2 separate regions of the Macaca mulatta genome follow, and region 1 is linked to region 2. Evidence: chromatin contacts called from public Hi-C data. All regions are on one chromosome and are shown on one strand. Each heading gives the region's core, a stretch centred on a gene start, on an enhancer-like site or on the middle of the called end of the contact. The rest is flanking DNA. Distances are from core to core; before and after follow the strand shown. Region 1 holds the start of TRMO (tRNA methyltransferase O). Region 2 holds the start of ANP32B (acidic nuclear phosphoprotein 32 family member B).

Region 1 (2,700 bases), core at 50-2,549, 61 kb after region 2:
CCATCTAGTGGCAAGTGCAGTAATTCCAGCCCAATTTTACACACATACACACACACTGGTTTTCAAACTTGTTTCTCTCCAGCTGCACACAACTGTTCCTCCTAAAAAAAAAAAAAAAAAATGGCAGCCTTTTCCAAGTTGTCATGTAAAAATGACCTGCCAAAAGACACTATATGCATTTGATCAGTTTTATTTCATTTTTTAAACCACAATCTTTAATTATTTGGCTCCTACTGCTGGTTATTTTCTACTAGAAATCAATGACAAATGGACAGACAAGGAAACATCTTTTCATGGTTTTTAGGCTTTTCAATCTGTGGACTCATATGCTTTTGAATATTTTATACTGCAGATGTTAACAGATAAAAAGATAAAAGATTAAAAATTTTCTCCCATAAAGAGATTTATGTACATAGAAACTAGCTATAGGTGAGAGACAGCATTACAAGTGGGTAAAAGATAGGCTATCATTGCAAGGACAACTGGTCATTGCATTGGATTAAAAAATTATTCATATTAGCTCCTAGCTTCTCAGAGCTGTCCAGAAACGACAATAATCCCCACAATATACATGGCATGTTGACTCTTAAAATTCCATTCTCACTTCAGTTCTGGTAAGGTGTGGAGCACAAGAAACAGTTCCCACTCCTTAACCCCTAGCACATAGTAGGGCTCCTTTATAATATTCGCCACACTTGAAATAAGACTTATTTGGGGTTGTTTCTGACAAAGCATAACTTCTATTATGGAAAAATTGAGGCATAAAAAGGATAATCACATCTGTTTTCCCACCACCCAAAGAGATTTTTTTTTCTTTTTTTAGATACACGGTCTCGCTCTGTCACCCACGCTGGAGTGCAGCCTCAAACTCCTGGGCTCAAGCGATTCTCTCGCCTCAATCTCCGGGGTAGCTGGGACCACAGGCGCTAGAGGAGAATTCTTAACATTTCTTAACGTCCAGTCCTTCCGCTCTGTGGTAATTACATATACACATCCTTTAAAAATTAGGGTCATACTGGACGTGTAGGTTGCTTAACAATGTTTCGAGAGACACATAGTTGCGAGTTCTTCATCGAGGTGTGTTGCCTCTCAGAAAGCGCGGGAACCCGGAGCCGCAGCCTGCCCTGGGAGGGCGGGCAACTGCAGGAGTTCTGTCTAAGATAAACGAGATTGGGGTCCCGGAAAGGAACACGCCCCGGATAGGGGTTCGACGCCCCATGGAGACCTCCAAACGTCCCTCAGCGCCACACTGCGCGCGCGCGCACTCTCCTGGGCTCGCGGGACCCCGCCGGCGAGGCTACTGCGCATGCGTCAGGCATGGAGCGCGGAAGCGGAAGGTTGGATGCGTCGGGTAGGCACCTCAGCAACCAGTAGCCATGCGCGGCTTGGAGGAGCCGGGTCGTCGGCCTACAGCGACCCCGTGCGGCTGCGTGAAGCCGGCTCTGGAGACAGGTAACTTCCAAGAGACTGGCAGTGCCACACTCTGGAGAGGTCTTCGTTGCCAAGCGGGGTGTGAAACGCAAGATCTGGAACTGACGTGCGTCATTCTTCTACCTACGGCGAAGGCACGGGTCATGTGCTGCGGCGACCACGTGATGTGCTTCGGCGAGTGGGATGACGTCATCGGGGTTGTTCCGGCTTTGTTACAAGGCTTGCGCTGTCCGCCTAGTCTTGGCTCAGTAGCTGGAGCAGCTAAGTGTAGCGTAGCGGCTTTTCTCTTAGGGGTTTCGTTGCCATGGTATATGGGGGGTGGTGTTAGGCGGGTTAGGAATTAGTAAATGCCATAGGAGAGAGGCATCCTGCGCTGTAGGAACGAGGAGAGAGAAGGGGAAAATTTCGGTCGGAGAAAATAGTTTTAAATTGGGCCTAGAAAGGCATGAATTTGTTTCTGTTTACTCACACGTTTTCATAGAGGAATATTTTAGCTTTAGAAACTAGAAAGCGAATGGAAGAGAATTAAAATAGCCTGCCAGAGAAAGCCATTGTCAATATCTTGGTGTCTACCTTCCATACTTGTTTCTTTGCATACACACTTGAAAAATGAGATACTATACGACCTTACTGTTTAGTAACTTTAAAAGAATTTAAAAAAAACTTAACAGGGCAATTAATGTTAATTTTAACACTTTGTTTTGTTATTATTAATTTTTGTAGAGGCAAGCTCTCACCACGTTGCCCAGGCTGGTCTCGAACTCCTGGGCTTAAAAGCAATCCACCTGCCTCAGCCTCCCAAAGTTTTGGGATTACAGGCGTGAGCCACTGCAACCAGCATAACGCTTTGTTTTAGAGATGTACTCTAATTCGTGTAACCAGCTTCCTGTTACTGAGCATTTAGGTTATTTTCAGTTTGCATTGTTCTAAAAGAAAGCTCTTGAAGCCGAAATGTTTGTGTACATTCTAAAGTTTGAACTTTGTTAAATTTCTTGGAAATGCTATTACCTGGTCACATGTGCTTATTTAAAAAAAAATTGTTGCACACTGCCAGATAACAGGTCTAATATTTTGACAGGAAGGAAAACGCAGCAGCCAGGGCTCAGAAGTCTACACAGTATAGGTTTGGGGAGCTAGAAGTCTAAAGTGTTAGATGGAGCAGGGAGGTGAGAACCTTTGGGTTCTGATTGTGAAGAACCTTGAGTGCCAGGCTAAGAAATACAAAGTCTGTTAGCAGTAGAGACCATGAAAAGTTTAAAGAGTTAGCAT
Region 2 (2,700 bases), core at 2-2,501:
CAGGGGGAAGGGCGAAGCCGTCGCCACAACGGTTGGCCCCGGTCGACCCGGGCTGCCTCTGGGAGGTCGGAATGGGCAAGGCCGAGGGCAAAGAGGGAGCGAGGAAACAAGAGAGAAAGTTTTATTTTTAGGCTTGAAAAATGGCGGGAACCGCGTCCTTTTTTCAAACTTGGCCTCGGGAGGGGCGGCGGTTGCGCCACCTCCGCCGCCCTGGCCCGCCCCTCCCCCGCTCTGCGCGCCAGGCCGCGCCCGCCCAAGCGCCCGAGGGGGCTTCTCGCTCCCTTCAAAGGAAAAAAGCCCCCTCCTCGCTCCACAGCCGCTGCCCTCGGCCGGGCCGGCCCCCATCGCGAGCTCCGGTCACAGAAGCCACCCCCCGCCCCGCCTCATCCGCGCCCCTTCCCCGGCCGGCCCGGGGCGCGCAGAGCCCGGCCTGGCCCAGGCGGGGATGGCCGCGCAGCTCCTCGACAGGCCCGGCCTCCGTCCGGCCGCGCATCCCGGGAGGCTGCAAACATGGCTCCCAGCGTTACACAACCCCCGCCTCCTTCCCTCGCCGCCGGCCACTTGCACACGCGCTCCCTCCGGGGAAAGACCCCGGCGGGCGAAGCGCTCAAAGTTTGCTTTCCCCGACACCGCTGCCTTCCTCCGGCCGCCCCAGGGGCCCGCGGGCGGCAAAGAGTTAATCCTCGCGCGCTCGCTCCCCCCTCCGCGCCCGCCAGCCTTCCCCGTCCGAGCCCACGAGCTGCGCTCTTCCCCGCGCCGGGGCCGGCGAACCCTCAGGCCGGGCCCCGCAGGTGGCCACCATTACATGCAAGTCATCAGGGGAGGGGGCGCCCGGAGGGGGCTCTGCTTACAGCTGCCGGGGTCCGGTTCCTCAGTTCCAGGTGGATTCTCCTCTTCATGTCCATGTTCCCCTCTTCCCCCCTCTTCAAACTTAACTTTCCGCGGCGGGGGCGGAGGGGGGAGAGGCGTCCCGGCCTGCGCAGCGAAGGCCGTCGGAAGGGTTTGCTCGCGGCGGAGGCCGGCGGCGCGGTCCTGGGTGGCTGGCGGCGTACGGGCAGGCGAGCGGAGCCCCCGGAGCCAAGTTACTCACGGGAGCGGAGAGAAACCATGGAGGGAAAAGGAGGCTGGAGCGCAGCGCTGGGCTCACTACCGCCGCCCCCGGCCGCGGCCTGCACTGCGCTTAAACCGGCGACGCGGCGCGGCAGCTGCTCGGCTCCACTCGGCCCCGCGCGGCGCTGCTCGGCTGGGCGGCCGCGGTTGCACCAAGGACGGGGCGGGGAGACGCGCGACAGGCGGGGCGGAGGCTGGGCAAAGGCGCAGCCGGGGTAGAGGAGCGACTTCCTCCCTCCCTCCTTCCGATTGCACGTGGGGCGGCTGATGTAAGACCTTTCTCGGGGGTGGGGGGGCTTCCCCGACCCCCGCCGGGCTGAGACTTCTCCTCCCGGCCCCACCTCGTCGTGCCCGGAGCTGGGTCTGCGGCCCGGGCCCGGAGGTTCGCGGGCAGGGCTGGTGGGAAGCTTGGCAGTCCGGCTTCAGGGGTCCCTAAAGCCCAGTCCATCCGGGGAGGCTCACGGGGGCAGCACGACGCCCGCGGAGGCGCGAAATGTGAAGAAGCCGGGGACAGAGAGGCTTTGAGGTTCACCTTTTGCCTGCCACACAGTCTGGGGCCAACAGGCCGAACACCAATGCCTCCTTGGCAGAGTGGCGTCCGTAGTGCCGCCGAGGATCCGCGCGCCCCCCGTCGGGACAGAATCGTGGCCGGCCGGCCCTGGCATGGCAGCAGGGGTCGCTTGCTAAGCCGCAGAGCAGGCTAGCATCTCCACCCTCTTCAGGAGAGTCTCCCTCGGTTTTCTAACATTTTAATAGGAGCTAGAGAAGGAAACCATTAGCATTTCTAATAGGGCCTCAGGGTTTCCCTGCCTTTTTTTTTTTTTTTTTTTTTTAAATCTCATTTATTCGTTAGGGCACCCCTGTGAGGTGTGTAAATTCTTGGTGGTCTAAGTTTCGCTGAAACCTGGCAGGCAGCCTTTGTCATGGTCTGGCTGAAAGGGTCCCAGGGGTTAGAGCACCAGATCGGGGTGGGTGTTGTGCTTTGCAGACCACCTGGGAATGACTTTATATTCAGCGTAAAATAAGTAAATACATAATATATCAAATACAATGTGAGATTGTACTGACTAGAAGCACCAAAAACTAAGAACAATTTGTTAAAGAAAAACTTGAAATTCTATGCATTAATATAAAGTTTTATGAAGTTAGGAAAGTGCCCCAATTCGTATTTTACCTAAGTTTTAGTGGCAAACAACCCAAACTTAATTGTAAACCGATTATAGATCAGCTTTTAAAATACTGAGTGAGTTAACATTTGAAGATGAAAGTTTTAGAAGGAATATGGGAAAAGAAAAACTTTCTAGTATGTGGTTCCCTGACTCCTGTTAACTGTCTCAGCAGATGTCTTCATGACAAGGGAAAATGGAGACAGATGTTCTCAGGAGGTTACAAGAGGTCTGTAACTAAGGTTATGAGAACCACCGGGCTATGCAATGAGGGCTTTTACAAAAAAACAAACAAACAAAAAATAAGAACTACCAAATCGGTTTCATGAGCCAACAAGCGATTATTGAGCATCTGCTTTAAGGGGCTTGATATTATTTCTCTGATTCTCAGACAACTTTCTGAAGTAGGTGATAATTTAATCAT

The links. A called contact is a pair of places that touch in the nucleus more often than the background predicts.
Region 1: a contact with region 2 is called in a Hi-C map of cortical neurons, with 4 times the contacts expected there. The contact joins the promoter of TRMO here to the promoter of ANP32B in region 2. A contact is called at or near these places in 2 of 14 Hi-C or Micro-C datasets (cortical neurons and fetal cortex germinal zone).

What each region holds. Positions count from the first base shown.
Region 1 is chr15:60,481,704-60,484,403 of T2T-MMU8v2.0, forward strand. It overlaps TRMO (tRNA methyltransferase O), which reads left to right and starts at 1,300. Exons shown (of 5, transcript NM_001194620.2): 1 at 1,300-1,452. The coding sequence starts at 1,377.
Region 2 is chr15:60,421,050-60,423,749 of T2T-MMU8v2.0, forward strand. It overlaps ANP32B (acidic nuclear phosphoprotein 32 family member B), which reads right to left and starts at 1,252. Exons shown (of 7, transcript NM_001266908.1): 1 at 852-1,252. The coding sequence starts at 905.